Linked DNA regions of Zea mays: all the other regions are linked to region 2. Evidence: chromatin contacts called from public Hi-C data. All regions are on one chromosome and are shown on one strand. Each heading gives the region's core, a stretch centred on a gene start, on an enhancer-like site or on the middle of the called end of the contact. The rest is flanking DNA. Distances are from core to core; before and after follow the strand shown.

Region 1 (2,700 bases), core at 146-2,645, 350 kb before region 2:
AGAAGGGAGCTCACAGAAAGCGTCCGGGCGGTTTTGCGAAGGTTTGCGCTTGACCCGGACGACGATGGGCTTCTCCCTAGCAGCGGGCTCCGAGATGGACGCCATGGGCGGCGGTTGGGTAGGGTTAAAACCCCAGGCAGGGGCGGGGCGTTAGTACTTCTGTTTTTTTTTTCCGATTCTTCTCTTGATCTCTTCTAACTCTGTCCCGTGCTTTAGGATTGGTGCGCACGGTATCTGACGGACGTGGAGAGAGAAGCAGACCCTAGGCTTGGTTGCTGTTCGAGTAGATCTGATGACGCCACCCAACCGGACTAAAGATCTTCAGTAGTTTTTTTTTTTAAAAAAAAACTCCCAAAAACGACGTAGGGAGTTGCTAAATAATAATAGAAAGTAAAAAATTCCATGTTTTTAATAGTCCTCTATTTTTAGTTGCTATTTTTTAAAATAATGCTAACTCAGCTTATTAGCCTTTTTTAAATAGCCCTAGTTTGTCTTCATCCAGGCAAGCACGTAGATCAAATAACGAACAGCTTCACCTACTTCATCTGTGTACAAGGTCTTGGTTCATTGGTTTTGCTTCTTCATCAGATATTCAGGTAGTACTACTTGCTTCATGTGGTACTTTAATTATCACCAAGAATTAGTTGCTAGTCCACATGTGTTCCATAAAAGAAATCAGTGCCTCATTAATTTATTTCAACCGTGATTAGATTGTACAGTAGGACGAGCGCGATCAGATTGCATACCTATAATTCAATAGTTCTGTATGAACTGAAAACACATATAATTCTATCTGAATTTTAGTCACATATACACATGAAACTAGATTGGAAACAGTATATAGGAGTAGAACATGCAACTAAAAATCCACAAAAGTAGAGCGTCGACGTGGCTGAGATCTCGGCAGTCACGGATGTTCGCGTTAGGGTCTGTTTGGCATGGCTTCAGAGCAAACTTTTAAGGAGGAGTTGGTCAGAGCATGTCAAACACCCTAACTTCAGAGTTGTAAACTCTATGGAGTTTTTGGAGCTACAGTACAATTTTTTGGAGTACCTCTTTTGCTACTCCAAAAACTCCAAGAAAGCAACCTAGTCAGAGAGTTTGGTGTTATTTACCCGTCACTACCACCAGTTATGAGAAACAATCTAAACTCTAAAGTAGAGCTGCTCCATCTAGAGTTTTGTATTAGAGCTGCTCTAGGGTGGAGCAGAGTCATGTCAAACACGCTCTTAATAATGATGACACTGAATTAAGGATGAGAAGCAGAGCAAGCGCGAGCAGCGGACGAGAAGGACACGACACGACACGCAACGCAATCAGCACCATACAGATAAAAAGAATATCCTATTTCAGCGTGAGAGGTGGGACAGACTACAGAGAGGCGGCTTGCGGCAGCTTGCGTTCCCTTCGTTGCCGCCTACCCCACGCAACGCAACGCAACGGATCGCCAAATCAACTTGAGCTTGAGCATCCCACCAATCCACTCCCCAACAGCAATGGACGCCGCCCAGCGCCGCGTCGGTACCCACCTCCAGCGCCCGCCGCCGCCCGCCGGGGGCTACGGCCTCACCGTCAACCCCACCGCGGCCGAGTACGTCCACGGTGCGTCGCTCTAACTACCTGCGCTTCCCTTCCCTTCCCTTCCTCCGTGTGCCAGTTCCGTTCCGCCCCGCCGCCTGCTGTTTCGTTCGCCGCGAGCCGCTCCCGACTCCCCGTCAACGATCCACTGCAACATGGAGTTTTCGCTTTATTTACTAGTTACTACTAGATTTATTTACTCCTATATCTGTCTGTCTGTCTGTCAGCATCAGGATGGGTCCAGTCAACTCTTATTAAGGCATCTATCTTCCTTCAGTTTCACTTGTCTGTCAGCATCAGGATGGATCCACTCCATCCTCGTTGAGTAGCGAGAATGAGAATATACTCTGTATCTAAATCGAACTGTTTATATGGACGCATGCACATGATATCGCTGCTACCTGCATTCGTCCCCAGCGCCTGCTGCCACCCTATCCCTGCTCCATTCCAACCGCGATTATTGTTTCCTTTGTTTGGGTTGACGGTGCAGTTACATACATGAATGTTTTCAGCGCAGGGCTACAGTGTCCTCCTCCCTGAGAAATTGCAAACCGGCAGGTGGAACGTGTACCGGTACGTGCCCTTGGTTAGTGGTTGTTCTTTCTGCGGTCCCTGTGCTGTGATGGCTTGCTTCTGATTCCTATCGCCGTCTTGCAGATCCGCGCGTTCACCGTTAAGGCTGATAAGTAGATTCCCTGACACCCCAGACATTGGAACGCTGCATGACAATTTCACGTAAGACACCGGGGCCACCACCCCACTTCCATCTGGCCTTTTTATCTTGCTTTCTTTCCTATCTAGCTTCTGTGAAAGGTTCTGTTATTACCAACAACAATGTGATCGGTTTACTGTTTCCCTTTATTTTTGCGCAAAGCTTGGATTTGGAAAAAAAGTTATCTAGGTCAAATATGATATCTTGATCTGATGTTAGAATAACTGAATAAGAGCTAGTGAAAATCTTGAATGCACTAGTTTTTATGTGATAGCTCACGCCTTCATGAAAGCTGGTAAAATTGACCGACTAGGAGGAAAAAAATGTCGTAACCTTTCAGGCAAAGTGTTATATTTTCCAAATTTTGCAGGTATGCAGTTGAGACATTTACAGACTGTAAGTACCTGGGA
Region 2 (2,700 bases), core at 177-2,676:
GGGCCGTGCTGGGCCTTATTTTTACTCACTAAGCCCGATAAGGCACGGCCCGATTTTATTTCGTGCTTGCTAGGCCCGACTAATTGAGGCCCGAAGCACGGCGGGCTTGTGCCGGGCCGGCACGGCCCGGCCCAAGTTGCAGCACTATGATCTGGCGCTGTATCTGAGTTACTTAATTCATAACACGCATCAGTTTTAAATTGCTATCTGGAAAGAATCAGGTTGTTGTTGCGCTAGTTTTTCTTAGTGGATGGTTTGTTGTTGCATTCTTAAGGATGCTGTGTGTTTTCTTCTGTTTCTTCTTTTCAGTTTTGTTGTGTCTGTTCTCCCATTAGCTTCGTGGTGGTTTGTAATTTGTCTGCTGAGACAGCGGCGCACCTATGTAAGGATTGTCCCTTCTTCAAGGAAGTGTGAAGCATGATCTTGTCTTAGGTCGATCTGCGGTTCCTAGACGGTACTCCAAAGAAGGGAACCTGTACACTTGGTGGCATAGACTGAGAATGCTCTGTAGCAAGCAATTAAGCAAAAGTTTCGATGACTTACTAATTTATTTCTGATGGAGGTTGGAAAGAAACAACAGAATCTTCAAGAGACAACAGAGAACGACAGAGCAAGTTGCGTAGGTGGTGAAAGAGCTCGTTGGTAGAGGTTTAGCTTGTCTGTAGCGGCTAGTTGCCCTAACCCTCTTTCTTGATGTCTGTTTACTAAGCAGTTCTGGTCAAGGGGGTCGGGTCTTTGTTTCAGTGTCAGTGTTCCGCCTAGTGCAGGATCGTTAAGTTGTATGGATTTGTACCAGTTTGTAATGTTTTTTTTCTCCCTTCTAATATATTGGTTTGCCTTTCCCTTTCAAAAAAGATCTCTTTCTTTAAATGAATTGTGGCAATTCTCTTGCCGCCTTTTCTTAAAAAAATCAATTTTGGGTTGCTCTCCATCAGTTTAGTTCCTACCTAGCTTTAACATCTTGAAAAGCCATGCGAATTAGGTATCATTGGAATTTCTCCTATTTGGTGTAAGATGGTGTTGCTGCCTTTTTTTGCCGTGCTTCTGTTGTGTTCTTCATTTGGATTTGGATATCCATGCATATGGATCTGCAGAAGAGATCTGAAATTGTGACGCACGTCGTTCCTAGTCCTAGGTGGACATGTTCTCCTTGCAAACAAGAACAAGTTATTATTACTCCCTCCGTTTCTTTTTATTTGTCGCTGGATAGTACAAAATTACACTATCCAACGACAAATAAAAAGAAACGGAGGGAGTATTAAACAAGCATGCGCGTCAAATCTGAACGACTTCTCCAAGAAGCGGCCACCTTGCAATCACCAAGCATTTGTTTTTGCTGTGGTAAAGCTGACAAGGCTCAAGTGTTTGCTTCTTGTCCTCTGACGAAATTAACATGAATGCAGATTTTGGAGCCATGCCTGGGATTGAATTGATCGCAAAATTGTCTGATCCAAAACGCTGCAGATAAGTTCCAAGCGAATATCTCCCGGGCTGCCTAGTGATTCCACCGAGATGCAGACGACATCGGCTTAGCCCTTGCCGCACATGCGTCCACTCCTGCCTCGTCGCTTCTGCGCTCCATGACAAGGTCACCCACCTCGGAACGTATGAACTCGAGACCCCTGCAGGCTTGCCAACACGTTTGTCGCCACGCCAAGGTCCAGTGTCCAAGCCCAGCAATGGCGTGCGGTGCCTTCATATCCAGCGCAGCAGCAGCGACGGTCCATTAATTGACCACAAGCCCCCGCCCGTCCGAAGCAACCGACATGGACATGTTCCAGGAGGACACGCTGTCGTCGGCCACGTCGTCTCCGGCGTCGTCGCTGTGCACGCCGTCGCCGCACCCGCACGGGTCGTCGTGGGTGCAGGAGCTGAGCCACGACCAGCAGGGCCTGCGCCTCATCAGCCTGCTGTACCAGTGCGCGGCGGAGGTGGCGGCGGGCGCCTTCGACCGCGCCAACTTCTACCTTGAGCAGATCACGCAGCTGGCGTCGCTGGACGCGCCGCACACGCTGCAGCGCCTCGCCGCCGTCTTCGCCGACGCGCTGGCGCGGAAGCTGCTCAACCTGGTGCCAGGCCTGTCGCGGGCGCTGCTGCCCACGGGGCCGGGCAGCCCCGCGGAGGCGCACCTGGTGCCCGCCGCGCGGCGCCACCTCTTCGACGTGCTGCCCTTCATGAAGCTGGCCTACCTCACCACCAACCACGCCGTCCTGGAGGCCATGGAGGGGGAGAGGTTCGTGCACGTCGTCGACCTCTCCGGCCCCGCCGCCAACCCGGTGCAGTGGATCGCGCTGTTCCACGCCTTCCGCAGCCGCCGCGGGGGGCCCCCGCACCTCCGCGTCACGGCCGTGCACGACGCCAAGGAGTTCCTGGCCAGCATGGCCTGCGTGCTCGCCAGGGAGGCCGAGGCGTTCGACATCCCGTTCCAGTTCAGCGCCGTGGAGGCCAGGCTGGAGGACCTGGACGCGGACGCGCTGCGGCACCTCCTCCGCGTGCGCTCCGGCGAGGCGCTGGCCGTCAGCGTGGTGGGGCAGCTGCACCGCCTCCTGGCGGCCGACGACGCCGGCGGCGGCAGGAGCAGCAGGCACGTGCACGTCCCGGGCAGCAGCTGCCTCACCCCGGTGCAGATCATCGCGCGCTCCAGCCCCAGCAGCTTCGGCGAGCTGCTGGAGCGGGAGCTCAACACGCGGCTGCAGCTGA
Region 3 (2,700 bases), core at 21-2,520, 490 kb before region 2:
TGTTTATTTTTTATCCAAGGCATACAGGTTGAAAATGTTATCACCATGCTACATCTAGGTGGTAAATGAAGTTAAGAATTTGAATGAGTTGGGCACAATACATTTGTTTTGTAGCAGTTAATATTAACAAAGAAATGTTCAGTGTCATATTATGCAGTAAAAGAGTAATACAACATGTAATTTATAATTTATCCCTCCCCGACAACCTTTCAAAACACTTGTGAAGCAGAAGACACTAGGCAGTGGCAAACGATAATGCATACCACCATATCGTGATTGTCCTGCTCACAATAGTGAGCATAGCGGTTACTTATTCCGTGACTTCCGGGGCCTCGCTAGTTACATCTGGCAACACCACACCTTAGTCCATACGTGCTCCGTAACGGAGATTGATAAATAAATGCTAATTTGCTAAGTTGGCAGGCACCGTAATCACTTCATACTCCTCGCAGCTGCACCCAAGCTACCATTTTAAAGCTAAATCAGCTAAGTGCTATCCCAAAGATGCCCCCGAGAACAGGCGTTGCCGAATTCAGTGAATAGCGGAGTATAACATCAGAAGAAACGGCATCTGCAATCTGCATCACATCCATTACCCGATCCTTGGGGCGCCACTTGGAGACGAGGCCACTGGTGGAGGGCCCTGCGGCTGCGGCCGCAGCCTCATCGATCCCCTCAGGCTCGTGGCGCTGCTCGCACAGCACGACCAGCTGGGGCAGGTACGGCACGGGCGCCGACTTATCCACCTCGTCGGCCTCCAGCCCGTTCCTGGGCTCCGGCCCGCTGGCAGCCAGGAGGCCATCCCCGGTATGGTTGTGGTTCTGGTGGTGGTGTTGATTGGGCAACGGCGGCGTCGGCGAGGACGACAGTCCCCTGGAGGACGAGGAGTGGACGAGCCTGGACGCCATGAGATCTCCCAATGCCATCGACGCTTGCTGTGCCTCTTTTCACCCCGCAGCCAAAACCATCATGAGGTCGGGAGCTCGCTCACGTACATCGATCGAATCGGGCCAGCGTGGCGAGTCGGAGGTGGGGAGCCGGGTCAGTGGGGGTGGGGAGACTGGGCCGAGGTTGGTGGGGGAGGGGTTTAGGGTTAGGGTTTGGTTGGCCGGGAGGAGAGAGAGAGGAGGGGGAAGGGACGGGAAGCGGCGTCTCGATGCGGGAACGAGGAAGCAGGCGACGCGACGCCAGGCGAGCAGCCGAGGAGAGAGATTGAGGGAAAACAAAATAAAATTTATAGTATAAAGGTTGGAAATGGAAATTGCCTGCCCTCTTTCCTCCATTATTTTACTACTTTTGGAGACAATGGACACAGCTCGTTCTCTTCTCGTAATGGTTGAATGCACTATAAATATATATGTATACTAGGTGAGTGCCCGTACGTTGCAACGGAACCATATAATGATACGATAACTTATGTACATATGTGTGTTATATTGTTATAGATATGTGCCCATGCGTTGCGACGGAAGTAAAAGATTTGTATGAAACATTGATACGGAACGACAAACATCACTATGATACACCCTACTGTAGAGTATTTCTTTCTCTTCTCATTTCCCATTATTGTTATCACTTCTCTTTCAACGAGAATTTTCTTTCTTATTTTATTTTATTTTATGTAGAAGTGCCATATAGTCTCTTTGGCTAATTTAATGTAGTTTTGTTATCTGGAAATCTGGACTAATATATTTATCCCATCTTTAAAAGTGGTATTTTGAATTATTAGATCGACATGTTAACAACTGGGTGGGGGTATTTTATCTACTATCTTTACTACTATAATAATGCACTACTTTTAATAGTTCCAGTCGTGGTTTTTTGTGCGTCACGCCCCCACCCGCTCGCTCGTTCTCCACGCTTCGCTATCCAGGAGCGTCCGCTCACTCTCTAACATCCACAAACACTATCCTTTGAGCATTACATATATTTTTGAAATGATTTAGTTGTGCATTACTATTTTATTCAATATTTTGTATGCCGTCGCAACGCACAGCTCAATACTGATTTAGTTTTGTATAGATCTTTAACGTTGACTGGAACCACTCCTTGATCTGATGTTGGTACTGGCAATTTGGCAAATAGGAAAACCTTGTGATGTTCATTTCCATTTGGCATGGAGCTCTGGTGCATATCATTCCTCGTATGGTCATTGACAGACCTGGCCCACAAGCAGCCGCAAACCAACTGCTCTTTCCTGGTTTTTGTTTTGTTTTTCGATGTGCATAGCTTAGACGACTTTGTGTCTGTTGTGGCATACACGCTAGGAACGGATGGTGAATATAAGCAAAGATGTGTTGCTGCCATTTCTCATATGAACATGTCTCCGTAGTTAGTAGTATGATTGATTATACATGCTTTGACAGAGTAACATTTGCTGAATCTTTACACAAAAAGGGCGAAGAAAAGAAGAAAGCGAAAAGGAAAAAAAAAGAAAGAAAGAAAATATCAACCTCAAATTACAATTGCATCTCATGATGCTGACGCTAGTGTACATTCAAACACCAGAGAAGAGAGAGAGACGATGATGTTGCCCATCAACCTTCGCCTTCCAGATAGACGCAGCAGCATCAGGGAGCAGAGCATAGAGACGCACGCCTAGGTAACTAATTCTGGCCGTCGTCTCACGAATAAATGTGACGAGGAAGAAATTAAGAGGCCCATCGGCCGGCTATGATCCACTCTCAGCTTGGTTACTGA

What was found. A called contact is a pair of places that touch in the nucleus more often than the background predicts.
Region 1: a Hi-C map of tassel shows a contact between it and region 2, with 2.1 times the contacts expected there. The contact joins the promoter of LOC100281538 here to the promoter of LOC107228384 in region 2. A contact is called at or near these places in 2 of 25 Hi-C or Micro-C datasets (ear and tassel).
Region 3: a contact with region 2 is called in a Hi-C map of tassel, with 2.4 times the contacts expected there. The contact joins the promoter of LOC103640651 here to the promoter of LOC107228384 in region 2. A contact is called at or near these places in 2 of 25 Hi-C or Micro-C datasets (bundle sheath and tassel).

The regions. Positions count from the first base shown.
Region 1 is chr10:1,061,566-1,064,265 of Zm-B73-REFERENCE-NAM-5.0, forward strand. It overlaps LOC100281538 (AMP-binding protein), which reads left to right and starts at 1,396. Exons shown (of 23, transcript NM_001154456.2): 1 at 1,396-1,602; 2 at 2,091-2,151; 3 at 2,236-2,313; 4 at 2,661-2,700. The coding sequence starts at 1,497. It overlaps LOC100193832, which reads right to left and starts at 152. Exons shown (of 10, transcript NM_001138914.1): 1 at 15-152. The coding sequence starts at 105.
Region 2 is chr10:1,415,923-1,418,622 of Zm-B73-REFERENCE-NAM-5.0, forward strand. It overlaps LOC107228384 (Scarecrow-like protein 3), which reads left to right and starts at 1,427. Exons shown (of 1, transcript NM_001320427.1): 1 at 1,427-2,700. The coding sequence starts at 1,767.
Region 3 is chr10:926,164-928,863 of Zm-B73-REFERENCE-NAM-5.0, forward strand. LOC103640651 (regulatory-associated protein of TOR 1) reads right to left here and starts at 1,271. Exons shown (of 23, transcript XM_035963278.1): 1 at 597-1,271. The coding sequence starts at 926. It also overlaps the pseudogene LOC103642236.